Linked DNA regions of Mus musculus: region 1 is linked to region 2. A link is a contact called in public HiChIP or PLAC-seq data. All regions are on one chromosome and are shown on one strand. Each heading gives the region's core, a stretch centred on a gene start, on an enhancer-like site or on the middle of the called end of the contact. The rest is flanking DNA. Distances are from core to core; before and after follow the strand shown.

What was found. HiChIP or PLAC-seq counts read pairs in DNA pulled down with a chosen protein or histone mark.
Region 1: an H3K27ac HiChIP or PLAC-seq map of embryonic stem cells shows a contact between it and region 2, with 6 times the contacts expected there. The contact joins the enhancer-like site here to the promoter of Ggcx in region 2. A contact is called at or near these places in 1 of 39 promoter capture datasets (neural stem cells), 3 of 15 datasets of contacts at CTCF or cohesin (embryonic stem cells and stem cell-derived epiblast-like cells), 61 of 484 Hi-C or Micro-C datasets (B cells, the C2C12 cell line, the CH12 cell line and 21 more), 5 of 115 datasets of contacts at active chromatin or transcription factors (embryonic limb bud, embryonic stem cells and stem cell-derived neural progenitor cells) and 2 of 9 other capture datasets (embryonic stem cells and pancreatic islet).

Annotation. Positions count from the first base shown.
Region 1 is chr6:72,840,223-72,845,075 of GRCm38.p6, forward strand. Kcmf1 (potassium channel modulatory factor 1) reads right to left here. Exons shown (of 7, transcript NM_019715.2): 7 at 892-2,908. The coding sequence ends at 2,647. Among named protein-coding and RNA genes, the nearest start is that of Tcf7l1, 54 kb to the left of the region's middle. Within about 2 kb of position 2,084, at least 13 of the 459 cell types and tissues checked have an H3K27ac peak or open chromatin away from gene starts, as enhancers often do. A contact at or near this core is called in embryonic stem cells, granulosa cells and induced pluripotent stem cells, where this site is marked.
Region 2 is chr6:72,411,176-72,416,071 of GRCm38.p6, forward strand. Ggcx (gamma-glutamyl carboxylase) reads left to right here and starts at 3,133. Exons shown (of 15, transcript NM_019802.5): 1 at 3,133-3,274; 2 at 3,497-3,667. The coding sequence starts at 3,232.

The sequences.
Region 1 (4,853 bases), core at 834-3,333, 430 kb after region 2:
ACCCACCACTTTGTAGCTGTGTGGACCTGTAATCCCAGCACTCAGGAAGAAGATGGGATTAAGTCCTCTACTGCTTAGTGAGCTGGAAGGATAGCCCGGCTCCATTTAACCCCATCTCTAAGCAAAACAGACTGTATACACACACTGCACAACGACACCACACACACTCTGATGCCTATGTATTTTTTAATTTCTACAATCATGAAATTAAGCTCCTTCTAGAATACCTTGAGCAGAATTATTTCCAAACAGGAAGTAAAGGCTAGAGCTGTAGAAGACCACATATACACCATGGACACTCCACATCAGGAGCGGGCTCTTCCCTGAAGACTCAATGGAACTCACTAAGTACATCCAATGATGTGATGTTGATTCAGAAACTAAAGAAAAAGGACACAAGAATTCGAAGGGCTTAAATATATTTTATATTGATAATCTGTGTCTTTCTACCCTAAAATAATACATTATTATAGGTTACATACAGGATGAGGTGAGGTATTTGTAAAATATCTGATAAAAATAATTAATATACAATTTTCTACATGAGATGGAATCTTATGAACCACTAGGCCTTCTGAAGGGTTAACTTCATTTTCTAAATTAAACTGCCCTGAAAGACTTCCATCTGTTCCCTAAAACCATGTTGAAAATGGAGGATCTTATGTTTTCCCAGAATTTGTGCAGAAGAGGGAAAGTACACAATTGGCAGTTATTCTTTCTCACATCCAAGGTTATACATCCACACAAAACCAGTAACTCTGTGTTTAGCACAAAAAGCAAAAAAAAAAAAAAAAAAAAAAAAAAAAAAACTGCATTAGAGATGTTAAAAAAAAAAAAAAATCCTCTGAATGATGGTCAGGTTAATTCAACACCAAAGAAATTCGAGTGGCCAACAGTCTTGAAAATGCTTTATTGAAATGTGTGAGTTATGGTGCAGATGTGTCTGAAATGACCACAGCTGGAAAACGAACTTCTGAAACTTCTCAACAACCAATTAAAAAAAGAAAACCCCACCGGCCTTGACCTCTGGTGTACCAGGAGCCCAGCGAGGGCGGTTCCTTCAGAAGATTTCCATCAAAGACTAAAGAAAACAGCTACTGTATCTGGAAGCTGGTGGAGTCTCAAGTTTCCGAGGAGAAGCGACAGTTTTTTTAGACATGGAGGGTGACTTCTTTTTTTGGTAGATTTGGATGACCATGGACTTCACAGTTCTTGACAGCACCCAGGGGTGTTCAAGTCTGTATGCTTGTCATGAAAAACAGAGGGGAGGACAAGATGGCGGGAGAGAGAACCAACAGAGGACGGACGGCTCACAGGGAAGAGGGCCGGAGCCAGACATGATTAGATTAAGTCTCATAGAAATTGATCAGAAGCTGCGCATCTTTTTTAAAAGTTCTAAATTTACATTTCAAAAACTGCCCCACCCCCGCAGAGCCTCTGCCCCTCCCTGGAGCCAGTGTGAAACCTGGAGACAAACAGAAAGCACCCATCCTCCACACCCTAACTACCAAGGCAGCTCTACTTTTTTCTTTTTTCAACACACAGGATTGATAACATAGGCATATGGGTGGCATGAATCAATTAAAAAACTTTACTTTTTATGCCAGGAGGGGAAAAACAATAAATACAAGGTGCTAAAATAAGCATTAAGAATTTGGTTGGTAAGGTGTGGGAAGGCTCCCCTGATACTGATCTGTCTCAGCAAACCACACACACACATAAACGGCACAAAGTATGATTGAGGTGGTGAGATTTTAAAAAACAAGACAACATAATTCAGGTTAACTGCACTGAACAGTGAATAAATGAAATCCATCTACACCTGAATGAACATGTTTAACAATCAAAAAATTTTAAACAACCACAAAAAGTAAAAACTTCCAACAAACACAAACAGGATTTGTCTAAAGGGCACACAGTCGCCCTGCAGAGGACCCCGCCTTTACTGGTGTGTCTTCTGGTGAGACAAGAGACAGAGACAGGCTGGACTGGTTAACAGGGCGACAGGACAGTCATACAGTGGAGCGCTGTAGCTGGCTAGGCCCCCTGGGTTCCACTGCAGAGCTGGCTTTGTGCGTAGGAGGCACATGGATAAGGGTGAGTCAGGCAGACATTATTCAAAAGCTACTCTGCCAGTAACCATTGGATAACGCTGGGAAAGCTTTGGGCTTTGTATTTTATTTTTATTTTTAAATTTTATTTTTTTAAGTTTTACTCCTTGTATTTAATTTTTAAATAACAAGGCCACTGAAACTCATGCACGCTGCAAAAAACCTCATGCAGTAGTTAGGTAAACCATCCAAGCAGTTTTTATTCATTAATATTCATAAATACACACAGCAGCTTCATTAGAGATTTCAATTTTCCTCTTCAGTTTGAATGTGGAGTATTAGGAGAGCCTTTTGCATGTCAAGGTACAGGAAGCAGAGATCACCCTGCACTGCTACCTACATTTACCTGCTAGAAGTAAAAATTAGTTAAGTGGAAATGATTATCATATATATTTCTCTCTTCCTTTTGAATGTACACAATGTAACAAGAGTGACAGACCTGAAATTACAATCACCACACAAACCCAGGATAGCTGTTGTCCACTTTCATTGGCAAATACAGCACAGAGGACATTGTCTTCGAGTGGGGAGGTCATCAAAGAGGAGGTGGTGGAGGCTCATTTCCTTTATTACTCTCTTTTAAATTTAGGTTTTCTAAAGCAACATCTAAAGGCATAATATCTACACAGCCCATAGCACCAAAATCTGCCATCTCCCCCCGATCATCCTCATCTGAGGACGAGCTCTCTTCGCGCACTAACGTGGAAAGAAGGAGCTCCTGGACAAACAGGCTGCGGTCCGCACGCTCGCTCTCCATGGACTGGCGCTCTGCTTCAGACATTTTGGGATCATTCAACCTGTACAGGTAAAAAAGGAAAGACTGTATTGGTAAAAAGTCCATGAATAATGAACGGCGAGGCCAAGTTCTATAGTCTGCTTGGGACGCTTTGTTTGGTGACCTCAACACGTGAGTTATGTTCGGATAAATCTCCACACTGTGTTTCAAACCTGAGTTCAGTGGATTCGGTGAGGCTGAAAACAAAACAAAACAAATAAACAACCAAAACAAACGAGCAAACACAGAAACTAAACCATAGAGGCAGCCAGACTAGCTTTGGAGAAAATCCTGGTGGAAATTCCTCTGAAAAAACAAAACACAAAACAAAGCAAGCAAGCGACTGCTGCCTGCTGGAGGCTTGGGATCAGCAGAGCGGGCACTGATTCGAGTGCAGCTCTAAACCACTAAGGACCTTTCTCTTTCCCGCTGTACTCTTCCTGAATACAGGTATGCACAAAGACTCAAGAAAGCATTTTCTTTTACTCTTCCCCATTTCTTTTGGGGGGGCCAGGGTCTTCTTGGGTGGCCTGCAACTTGCTAGGTAGATCAGGAAACCTGACCTACAACTCTTAGATCCAGCCACCTCTGTGTCCGGTGCTGGGATTAAAGGCTCATACCACCATGCTGGCTTGCTTTCTCGTTTGAAATGCGTATGTACCATCATAGTAAATGTAAGGCGTCCGGTCGAGTTCCTCCCACCTTCATGTGAGGCCTGGGGTTGACATCAGACTGCTGGGTTGATTATGTCACCTCATCAGACCACCATGCCATTCTCCTACCAAGTTCCAAGAGGATGGCAAGACATGTCAGTGGCATGACAGTCACTGGCTGACCATGGAACATGGACAGATATTAAAAGTTGAAAATGAGCCTGGTGTGGTGGCACACGCCTTTAATCCCAGCACTTGGGAGGCAGAGGCAGGCGGATTTCTGAGTTCGAGGCCAGCCTGGTCTACAAAGTGAGTTCCAGGACAGCCAAGGCTACACAGAGAAACCCTGTCTTGAAAAACAAACAAACAAACAAAAAAAAATGTTGAAAATACTGCCAGGTATTTTCAGGTGTGCATGCCTTTAATCCCAGGACTTTGAAGCCAGGAAAAAAGCTGAAAATCCTACTTACTACTAGCTATGCTGTGACCAACAACCAGGCCTGACTCTGTGTTCTGTGTGCATCTTTCTGGCCCCAGCAGTTGGAATTTACCATTTTAAAGAAAGAGGAAACTCAAGCAGAGATCAGCTAACTTGCTCAAAGTCTCAGTTAAAAACTACCAGAGTGATGAGCTCTGCGGCTCAGATAAGAGAAGAGCTACAGAACTTAAAAGGGGCCAAAGTTAGTTCACCAAACACCACTACAGCCACACTGAAATGGCCCCTAGGACCCATGGTCAAGAGCATTTTAAGAATGTCACAGGAGAATACTAGCAGATTGGAGGCTGAGTAATAGCTACACATTCCCAACAATTACTGAGGTTTTCAGCTCTGGAAGAGGGCTTTGGTCAATGTTGGGAGAGAAGTCAAATCTATAACAGAGATACAGGGTGGATAGAAGATTAATCACATAGTATCAGATGAACTAGAGACATACAAGAAGAGGCATCCCCTGCTGGGAAATATTGGAAGTCAGTATTATTCTAATTTTAAGGGAAAGAGCTAAGAAAGTGCCTATGTCTTGAGGTGCAGATAAAATGTGGCACTAGGATTCAATATTTTGATGAGTCAGAAAAGAGCTGCTAAGCTAAAGATCTTCAAACTAAGGTTAGCCAAACTAGCTGGTCCACTCTCTGACTTAGGCACTTAACATGCCAACCATTTTTGACCTCCCTGGAAAAAACAGTGTCCTTATAGTCAGCTCCAGGATAATATGAACACTTCACACAGAGCAGGAAATAAATGCCCCTGTTGATGCTGCAGTTGCTTTTCTTTTTTGGTTTTTCGAGACAGGGTTTCTCTGTATAGCCCTGGCT
Region 2 (4,896 bases), core at 1,883-4,382:
ATGAAAATATCCTAGAATATGCAGAAACAGATATTTACTATAGCATTAATTAGAATAGTAAAAAAAATCAATTAAAAATTTAAATGCCTGGGGCTGGAAAGATGTCTCAGTAGTTAAGAGCACTGGCTGCTCTTCCAAAGGACCTGCTTCAATTCCCAGCAACTACCATCTGTAATGGAATCCAATTCCCTCTTCTGCTGTGTGTGAGAACAGAGCACTCACATACATAAATAAATAATTTTTTTAAGAAAAACAAAAAAAAAAACTACTTTCCTTTATTTCCAACAGTGTAAAAAGTGTCCTGAGACCAAAATATTGAGAACCATTCTGTTCCAGAATGTTCTTTTTCTTCTCCTGTGGGCCAACTTCAGTAGGGAATTAGATATTTCTACTGTGTTCAAGACCCTCTCACAGACGGCTGGACCCACCGCTTACTAGTTATCACCCCTTCAGCACTTCTGTTTTACCTGTCTGCTGTTTTCAAATCTAGGGATTCTTTTAGGTACAGATATGATTGACGCACCAGCGTTAAGCAGAGACAGTTCTTCCAAGTGCATCTTTTTTTTTTTTCCTTTTTTAAAAATTCCTGAATAGAACAGCAATGGCTTGTGCTGTAAGATCAAGAATCGATAAATGGGACCTCATGAAATTGCAAAGCTTCTGCAAGGCAAAAGACACCGTCAATAAGACAAAAAGACCACCAACAGATTGGGAAAGGATCTTTACCTATCCCAAATCGGACAGGGGACTAATATCCAATATATATAAAGAACTCAAGAAGGTAGACTCCATAAAATCAAATAACCCCATTAAAAAATGGGGCTCAGAACTGAACAAAGATTTCTCACCCGAGGAATACCGAATGGCAGAGAAGCACCTGAAAAAATGTTCAACATCCTTAATCATCAGGGAAATGCAAATCAAAACAACCCTGAGATTCCACCTCACACCAGTCAGAATGGCTAAGATGAAAAATTCAGGTGACAGTAGATGCTGGCGAGGATGTGGAGAAAGAGGAACACTCCTCCATTGTTGGTGGGATTGCAAGCTTGTACAACCACTCTGGAAGTCAGTCTGGCGGTTCCTCAGAAAACTGGACATAGTACTACCGGAAGATCCAGCAATACCTCTTCTGGGCATATATCCAGAAGATGCCCCAACCAGTAAGAAGGACACATGCTCCACTATGCTCATAGCAGCCTTATTTATAATAGCCAGAAGCTGGAAAGAACCTAGATGCCCCTCAACAGAGGAATGAATACAGAAAATGTGGTACATTTACACAATGGAGTACTACTCAGCTATTAAAAAGAATGAATTTATGAAATTCCTAGGCAAATGGATGGACCTGGAGGGCATCATCCTGAGTGAGGTAACCCAATCACAAAGGAACTCTCACAATATGTACTCACTGATAAGTGGATATTAGCCCAGAAACTTAGGATACCCAAGATATAAGATATAATTTGCTAAACACATTAAACTCAAGAGAACGAAGACCAAAGTGTGGACACTTTGCCCCTTCTTAGAATAGGAAACAAAACACCCATGGAAGGAGTTGCAGAGACAAAATTTGGAAGTATGACGAAAGGATGGACCATCTAGTGATTGCCATATCCAGAGATCCATCTCATGATCAGCTTCCAAACGCTGACACCATTGCATACACTAGCAAGATTTTGCTGAAAGGACCCAGATATAGCTGTCTCTTGTGAGACTATGCCAGGGCCTAGCAAACACAGAAGTGGATGCTCACAGTCAGCTATTGAATGGACCACAGGGCCCCCAATGGAGGAATTAGAGAAAGCACCCAAGGAACTAAAGGGAACTGCAACCCTATAGGTGGAACAACAATATGAACTAAGCAGTACCCCGGAGCTCTTGTCTCTAGCTGCATATGTATCAAAAGATGGCCTAGTCGGCCATCACTGCAAAGAGAGGCCCATTGGACTTGCAAACTTTATATGCCCCAGTACAGGGGAACGCCAGGGCCAAAAAGGGGGAGTGGGTGGGTAGGGGATTGGGGGGTGGGGTGGGTATGGGGAACTTTTGGTTTAGCATTGGAAATGTAAATGAGCTAAATACCTAATAAAAAATGGAAAAAAATTATTTATTTTGGGCTGGAGAGATGGCTCAGGGGTTAAGAGTACTGACTGCTCTTCTAAAGGTCCTGAGTTCAATTCCCGGCAACCACATGGTGGCTCACAACCATCCGTAACAAGATCTGGCGCCCTCTTCTGGAGTGTCTGAAGACAGCTACAGTGTAGTTACATATAATAAATAAATAAATCTTTTAAAAAATTATTTATTTTATGTATATAAGTATACTGTAGCTGCCTTCAGACACACCAGAAGAGGGCCTCGGATCCCATTACACATGGTTGTGAGCCACCATGTGGTTGCCGGGAATTGAACTCAGGATCAATGGAAGAGCAATCAGTGCTCTTAAATGCTGAGCCATCTCCCCAGCCCCTTCCAAGTGCGTCTTTAACTCCCCAACCCACATCTGCAGAAAAGTCTACCCTTTTGCACCTCGCGACTTTTTGGGAGGGGGTGCAGGGACGGGATGTTCAAACCTGGAGACTCCTGATGGGGTTCGGGAAGGACTCAATGAAATTAGGAAAGTATAATTCTTAGTTTTTAAATCCTAAAATGTGGGAGACAGAGGCAGAGTGGCAGAAGGATTGCTGGGAGTTCGAGGCTAGTTCGGTCTCAAAAGCAGGCATGGTGGTGAGTGTTTTTATTCCAGCACTCCAAAAGCAGAAGCAGGTGAATTTGAGGCCAGTCTGGTTTACATAAGCGAGAAAACTACAAAAAGAGATCCAATCTAAAAACAGCAAAGCAGGCGTCGAGATTGAAGTTCAAGTATGTGATGGGATAGCTAGTAGTATAGAGAGAGACACTTGTTCTGAAAACTGTCACTCCTTCCTCTCAATGCCAAAGTTAGATTTAGCAAGCGCCTGCGCTGCCCATCCCCAAAGGTCCTCATACCCACCCGGTCTCTGAGCTCAGGGCTCGGCTCAGGATCGCCCCGCCCACACTCCTAGCCCACGCCCCCTATGCTTCAGTGCGGGGCCGGGGGTTCCGGCCTTCACGACAGTGCGGGCGCTTTCCGGCCGTCCGCGCGAGTGCTTACGTGTCGAGGAGGCGGGGCCTAAGACAGCAAGTCTAAGTCTGGAGGTTCCACTGGGTCCGACCTGGCTGCAGAGAGGCTCACCTGTCCCTGCAGTCATGGCTGTGCACCGCGGCTCCGCACTGGTTGCTCCCGCCTCAGGTAGGCTGAGGGTTGGCGAGAGGCACGGTGGTCTTAGTGGGGAAGTGGCTTATTGAGAGAGATGGCGGTCTGTGTTGGAAGATCGTAGGAGAATCTTGGATGACCTGAGACTCAGAAGGTTGCAGGAGCTGGATCAGTGGAAGAACCCAGTGGGTGGAGGTCCTAGACTGTAGGGACTGCGGTTTTCCCACGCACTTTTTGACCCCAGGTCTTGGTTTGTAGATAAAGTACAGAAAAACAAGTCTGCACAGACATCAGGACTGAAACAGGGCAGCCGAATGGAGAAAATTTTAGGGTTTGAATGGACAGATTTATCTAGCTGGCAGAGTGTCGTGACCCTGCTTAACAAACCAACGGACCCTGCAAACCTGGCTGTCTTTCGTTTTCTCTTTGGTAAGTCCATTTTCTGGATGGGGACATTTTGGTTGAGGTGGTGGTGGTAGTGGTGGGAAAATGTCATCTTATTTCTTTTTAAGATTTATCATTATTTTGTTTATGTGTATGTATGTATGTGTTAGTTTGCTTTCTATTACTCTGATAAAAACACCATGATGAAAAGCAACCTGGAAAAGCATGAGTTCATTTCAGCTTACAGTTGTAGTCCATCTCGGAGAGAAGTCAGGGCAGGAATCTGGAGACCAGAACTGAAGAAGAGGCCATGGAGGAACCTTGTAGATGCTGGCTGGCTCCTCGTGGTTTGTTCAACCTGCTTTCTTCTACCAGTAGGGATCACCTGCCCAGGGTGGCACCATCCACAGTAGGCTGTGCCCTCTCACATAAATGCTTACGGGCCAATTTCTTCGAGGTATTTCCTTAGTTGAGGTCCTCTAGCTTGTTTTTAGGTGACGAAGATTAACCAGGGCAGTGTCTGTGTGATTGTAGGCCAGGCGTGTGCTTGCTTGTAGAAGCCAGAAGAGGGAGTTGGACCCCTTGGAGCTGGAGTTAAAGGTAGTTGCTGCCTGATATGGGTGATGGGGACTGAACTCTGTTCCTTTGGAAGATCAGTTGCAGGCTGGAGAGATGGCTCAGAGGTTAAGAGAGCATTGACTGCTCTTCCAGAAGTCTTGAGTTCAATTCCCAGCAACCACATGGTGGCTCACAACCATCTGTAATGGGATCCGATGCCCTCTTGGTGTGTCTGAAGGTAACTACGGTGTACTCATATATATAAGATAAATAAATCTTTTTTAAAAAGAAAAATAAAAAGAAGATTATTTGCATTCTCATAACTGCTGAGCCATTCTCTCCAGCCTAGTTGCCCATCTCTTCTCCTTAGAGCTGAAGGTATTGGAATAATGGAAGAATTCTTTGGAAGTTTGGAATTATCTGGCCTTGTCATCTGCAGTTAGGGTTTAGTGTTTAGAAATGCTTTGGACACATGGAGTAGAGGAACAGCTGCATGCCTGTGTGCATGCAAGAGCATGCTTGCATGTGGTGAGTTTAGGCCAGAGGTCGGTGTCAGCTGTCTTCCTCAGCCACTGTCCATCGTAGTTTTTGAGGTGGGGTTTCTCTCTCCTGAACCTAGAGCTCACCAGTTGAGGTAGACTGGCTGGCCAGCAAGCCCCAGGGGTCAGCCTGTTTCTCAGCCACTGAGATCGGTAGCTACCATGCCAGGCAGGCTT